Regions from separate parts of the Sus scrofa genome. Here region 2 is linked to region 1. Evidence: chromatin contacts called from public Hi-C data. All regions are on one chromosome and are shown on one strand. Each heading gives the region's core, a stretch centred on a gene start, on an enhancer-like site or on the middle of the called end of the contact. The rest is flanking DNA. Distances are from core to core; before and after follow the strand shown.

Evidence for each region. A called contact is a pair of places that touch in the nucleus more often than the background predicts.
Region 2: a Hi-C map of skeletal muscle shows a contact between it and region 1, with 4 times the contacts expected there. The contact joins two enhancer-like sites. A contact is called at or near these places in 1 of 47 Hi-C or Micro-C datasets (skeletal muscle) and 1 of 2 datasets of contacts at active chromatin or transcription factors (skeletal muscle).

Annotation. Positions count from the first base shown.
Region 1 is chr7:85,691,631-85,694,596 of Sscrofa11.1, forward strand. No RefSeq gene overlaps it. Among named protein-coding and RNA genes, the nearest start is that of RGMA, 230 kb to the right of the region's middle. Within about 2 kb of position 1,416, at least 7 of the 83 cell types and tissues checked have an H3K27ac peak or open chromatin away from gene starts, as enhancers often do. A contact at or near this core is called in skeletal muscle, where this site is marked.
Region 2 is chr7:85,948,759-85,951,724 of Sscrofa11.1, forward strand. The region is part of intron 2 of RGMA (repulsive guidance molecule A); the gene reads left to right. Among named protein-coding and RNA genes, the nearest start is that of RGMA, 29 kb to the left of the region's middle. Within about 2 kb of position 1,508, at least 16 of the 83 cell types and tissues checked have an H3K27ac peak or open chromatin away from gene starts, as enhancers often do. A contact at or near this core is called in skeletal muscle, where this site is marked.

The DNA of each region.
Region 1 (2,966 bases), core at 166-2,665:
ATAAAAGGCAAGAGGGAGGATGAAAGGGGGAGGGGACAGGGACAGAGAGAAGGGAACTGTACCCTCAAGGGAAGTCCCAGAGGTAACTGACAAAGTTCTAAACTCTGAGGGCATCTCGGGGAGAGGGGCAGCATTCATGAAGAACTCTAGCCAAAGTGTGGTCTTGTTCAAAACTTCGCATCACTAGGATCTTAGATTAAGAGGAATTTAGCACCATACTTTTCAGGAGGTATACAGAGGGCAATTCATACCAGTGCACATGCCCAGGTCCTCCCATCACAGATCTGGATTCCATGTAATCTTTGAGGTCTAGGAGTAGATACATATATACCAACAAGCTCTTAAGGTGATTGGAGGAGTCCTAGATTTGGGAAACCCTTACCTAGTTTGCCCAGCCCCCTGAGAACACAGAAATCCCAGCTCGGCTCTCTCTAATATGTGCCCTTGAGCTTGAACCCTTCCAAGAGCAAGAGCTCATTACTTTTGAGACAGCTCTGGTTGTTAGAAAAATCTGTTTTTTTGGTTTTTTTTTAACATGGTGCTCCCATCTGCCTCAGGAAGCAAGTTCTACCAATTTAGGAAGAAAGGATCAGGCAAAGAATCGAAGACAGGGCAGCAAAAGGGGGGAGGGGGACAAAATTGTAAAATCAAGCTGTCACTAATATCCTTTATTCCCCCCACCAAGATGCACAACACTTAATTACTGTGGAATCCTGGGTTCCATGGGGACAGGTTGTGTGCTCATACCTCTGATAATGTGTATGCGTAGCTTCCCCAAAAGAGCTGAAAGGTCAAATCACCCCTCAAATCTTCCTTTATTGGATCAGTTGGAAAAGCAGAAGGTAGTTGCTACTCTTGCCAATTCTTGTCCGAAAAAGACAGACTCTCTCTGACTTTCTAAAGAGAGACAAGGCAGACTCATCCCCACAACACCAGCTGCTGTAGAAAGTCTTCCCAGCCAGCAAACAAGGTACAGGATCTTGTCTCTGAATTACTGGTCTCCTAAAAAGCAGCACTGATCACATGCTCGAAAACCCTCAGGAAATCTTTCCATCCACAAATTTGACGCCCTCTGCCCTCACTCCGCCACCATGTACATGTTTTAACCAGCTTGGGAATCTTTCCAGAGGTCTCTAAGCTGCTTGAAAAGGGGCTCCCCAATTCCACTCTACCTACCCTCACTGATCTGAGGGTGCCTATTAATCCACAGCTGAGTTAGCCTAGAACCTAACACCCCATCTGCACCCCAGGTCTCAGAATGTCACGCCAATGAGGAAAAGGGGAGGTCCCTGCTGGAGGTCAGTTCCTGCCATGAAAAGCAACTGATGAGAAACCGGTTATCTTTAGCATTGCTGGCTGAATCCCTGAAGGGAATGAATACGCAAACCACAACACTCCTGGGGGAGCTCTGGAGGACGCATTACAATCCAAAGGCTCAGTAGGATTGCTTCAGCCAGTGCACCGCCTTCCTTCCCAGCAGGAAACACTATCCTGCGACTCAGCAAATAAGAAGGTGGCAGGAATGCAAACTCCTGCTAGGACTCCCTGCTAATCTTGGGGGCAATTCGGAATCCTTTGTGAGTCAGAAAACTCCCACAGAGAAGCCAGAGCACAGGTAGCCCAGGGTCTGGAGGAAGGGATGAAAAGAGAGTGACTGTCCCTGAAACTATCCAGCAGGCTGCCTAGAGGCATGCGAAGAGGACACACAAAGGGTGCTCACTGTAAATTCATGAGCAGAGACCTACAGGGCTGTGGGGAGCCTGCCCAAGAGTCAGACAGGCAGAGGAGAGATGAGCCATCCAGGGGGCTGACACGTCTGGGGCATCTATTACATCCAGGATTCAGCATGACCTCAATTCATGTCCACCATCTGTGGCAGGGAAGATCGTCCCCGTTTTACAAATAAGGAAGATGAGGCTAAAGGAAAATGCCTAAGGTCCCAACGCTAGTAACTGGGGGATTAGAGATGAGAATACACATCTGTCTAAATCCAGAGAGCTTTCACAACGGTTCACCCTTCTGCTCCAAGACAACAACGGTTTCCTGGGACTATAAGTGGTGAAGACTATTTCTCCACCCCCTTGGTCACTAAGCCCATCTCCCTCACAGCTTGACAGTCAGGTTGACCCTGTCCCCTCTCCCTCCCACTTCAAGGCCCACCACCAGGCCATCTTTTACTAGATCTCATCCCAAACCCAATGCAGGGGACCCAGTCTGGAAGAATAACCCCTGATAATATACTATTGTTCCCCAGTAATTGCTTTCCTTTCCGCTCCACCTTTTCTAAAGCCATGGGCAATTTCTCCCAGCTTCTACCTTCTTAAAGCTTTTGTTTAAGTCTTTAAAAGACACGACTTCCTAAAGAAATAATTAAGGCTTTCATGCCCCCCACACTTTTCACAAACATATTTTGACCTCGTTTTATCCCCTATGGATGCGTGCGAGCAGTTTTCTGGCACCTTAAAGGGATTTCCATTCAATTATCTTCCAGAATCCTCTTTTCTCCTCTCCTTTCTTTCAGCACAAAAAGCTTCCCATTTGCCTCCAAAGGTGAAATTAGGTGCTTGCCCATTCAGCACCGGGCAGACTTTTAAATTGGATGAAATAATAATGCGTCTTTGAATTTCGGGGCAGCCTTCACAGAAAGAAATCAGAATCTGCTCTACGAGACGCAGCTCCATGATTGGTGGCCCTTCTGTTCTCTCTGTGCTCTGGGGAAGGGGGCAAAACTAGAGCTGGGAGTCACACAAAACACAAAGGGTCTTTTTAAAAAAGTTTATTCAAGAGTTGGGATAAAGGCAGCGCCATCATCCCTCATCTCATGATGCCTCCAGCCCCTGCGATGTGCTGGTCTTTACACATAAACAACCTAGCCCTCAGCCACCGCGTCATGCCTGGAAAAGACTCTTCCAGAGTAGAAACTGGGAGTGCGGCCAAGTTGTGAGTATTTTCTTTCTTTCTCTCTT
Region 2 (2,966 bases), core at 258-2,757, 260 kb after region 1:
GGGCCTGTGCCCTCCCACTGCATGAAGAAGGTGGAGGAAGGCCTGCCTGCCAGTGAAGATGGGGGAGAAAAGCCCCTTCAAATGAATTTTGACCTGGAGCAGTCGAGCAGATGAGCCCAGGGAAACAGAGCCAGGATGGAAATGATCATCTCTAGAGCCAGACCCAGACCCAGACTCAGGCAAAGGGGTTATGCGTCAAAGCAGGAAGCTCAGGAGTTCCTGTCATGGCTCGGTGGTTAACGAATCTGACTAGGGACCATGAGGTTGTGGGTTCGATCCCTGCCCTTGCTCAGTGGGTTAAGGATCCGGTGGTGCCGTGAGCTGTGGTGAAGTCGCAGACTCGGCTCAGATCCTGCGTTGCTGTGGCTCTGGTGGCGTCTACAGCTCCAATTCGACCCCTAGCCTGGGAACCTCCATGTGCCAAGGGAGCGGCCAAAGAAAATGGCAAAAAGACTAAATAAATAAATAAATAAAATAAAATAAAGCAGGAAGCCCAAATTGTTCACCTGCAAATTTGGCCTATAAAGAGCGATACTTTGACTATAACCACCCTCTTGTGGAACCCAAGGTCACTTAGTTCTCTGTCCTAAGCCAGGATGGTCTTGGCATGGAATTCTGTGCCTGGGCTCTGCCCGCCATGGGTCTCTCTTACCCAGAGAAGCCCTCAGCTGCCTCACTGACATGTGGGTTTGTTTGTTTGTTTGTTTGTTTTCATTTTTGGATGTCCTGCAACATATGGAGCTCCCAGGCCAGGGATAAGATCCAAACTGCAGCTGTGACCTAAGCCGCCGCTGAGGCAAGGCAAGATCTTTAGCCCAATGTTCCCGCCAGGGATCAAACTCGCATCCCACAACCCACACTCCCAAGACACTGCTGATCCCATTGCGCCACAGTGGGAGCTCCCACATGTGGTTTTCAGTGTCCCCTTTGCTGTTGACCTGGCTCCGTGTGGCCCCGGCAGGAACAGGGGGAGGGTGTCCAGTTTGGAAAGCTGAGGTGTGCCCTTTTCCTTAGCACGCGGTGTGGTTTCTTGCAGTGACTTGGCGTGTGTGGAGGCTGGGACAGAGCAGCCCAGCTGGGTGTGACGAGGGGGCAGTGCCTCCTGCCTCAGCCTGGCGAGTGGCATCCAGCCACCTCTGCCCACATTTGGCAGTGAGTTAACCCCCAGTTCCCCAGCCTCCCCACCTCCCCTCCCTAGGTCAGTGCAGATTCTCTGAGAAGCTTCCTCTCGCCCTGCTCTTTGTCCTGTAGACCAGTCCCTGGAGAAAACCCCTGGAAAACTCTCAGCACAGGCAGGGGGTGAGAGAGACGTGGGAGCCACAGGCTAGATCCATTCCTTGGAACCTTCTTAGGCTGAACTGGGAGCAACGCCTTTGAGGAAGGGTGGTCCGTTCTGGCTGCTTGGGGGTTAATAAGGTAGGGTCTGCGGTGCCATTCCCTCACCTGGGCGTATTCCTCTCGGGCACTGGGCACTGACGCCAGACACCTGGATGTTGACACCAGGATGATAGAGTGACACCAACTGGCAGCCTCAGGCATCTCTCAAGCAAGGAGACTCCAGAACACTGCCCAGGCTAGAGTTCACCAAATTCTAGCGCTAGATCGGTCCACTGCCCCCCCACCCCCACCCCGCCCCAGATTCAGTGCTAAGGGACAGGAGAGGGTGGAGCGTGGCCTGCTGCTGGTGCTGCAGTGTGGGCCTCCCTCTGGGCTCAAGTGGCTCTCCCACCTCCTTCACGATCCACATCCCAACGTGCTGCTGAGAGGGGAGCCTCAGCCCCGGTGCTGCCCGGGGCAGGCGGGCAGTGAGGAGGGGGGACAGGGAAGCCCCAGGCCGAGCACGGCCCCTTCCACAGGGGCTGTGCGTTGATTTCTCTTTGAAGCTGTCCTCCCTCTGCTCTGCCTGCTTCCATCCTAATGAAAGCCATTGCCTCTTATGTTACACCGCTTCCTAAAATAGTGTTCTGAGCATGCCATGTACTTACTGAAAATGATGCAGGGGCGCCCCACGGTCAGCTGGATCTGGTCTGAAATCCTTCAGCTGGCGTGTCAGAGTCCAGTCAGGAAAACAGAAGCCACGATGGGTATTGCCACAGAGGGAACCTAATATTGGAGATTGTGTGAAGACGGGCATGGGAGGAAGAGAAAGGCCACAGGGGACACAGAGGTGCACACAGAGTTACAGGAAGTGACTTCCACCCCTGGGACTAGGGGGACAAAGGAAGGAGGACCTTGGGGCCCAGGGCACTGATGAGGGTGCTGCGTGGCTGGGTGTGGTACTTCAAGCAACACCCAGTGGCTGTTGGGGAGGCAAAGAGCCCAGGCTGGGTGATGTTGAGAAAGTCAACTGGACTGGGCCTCGTCTAGTGCCCCCTTGTGGTGGAATTTAATGGGGAGCTGGGTGACTGGGAAACAGGTTAACAGAGCAAATCATTTTGAAGCTGAGAAACATTTGCTCCATCACTGGATTTATCTCAGGGCTTTTGTGTGTGGCCCCAAACTGTTGGCCCCACTCTCACCATCTAGCATTTCACCTCCAGCCAATCCCAATCACCTTTGCCTACATCACCTGTTAAATCCCGTCGCCCTTCAAGACCCGGTGGAAAGGCTGCTTCCCTGATACCCTCTCCACCCCATCCTTAAGTCTGTGTGCATCCCAGTGGTGTTTGTAGCTAGCTGCCCGCACCTGAGCACAGAAACCACTGCTGCTGCGTGTTGCAGGAACAGCAGGAAGCACTGTGCCTGGCAGAGTGGGATCCAGAGACTTTAGCAAAGTACATGAAGCCGGGCAGCTACTCCGCAATCCACAGAGTTGGGCAAAACCAACATGACTGGGGCTTGCCTTCAAACGAGCCTTACTCCTTTAAGAAGAGGCAGGTTTTTCTCTTTCCCGGCTCGCCCTACCCTCCTACACGGCAACTGAAACCTGATCTAATCCCTTTGCACGCGGGTAATTTATTGGTCTA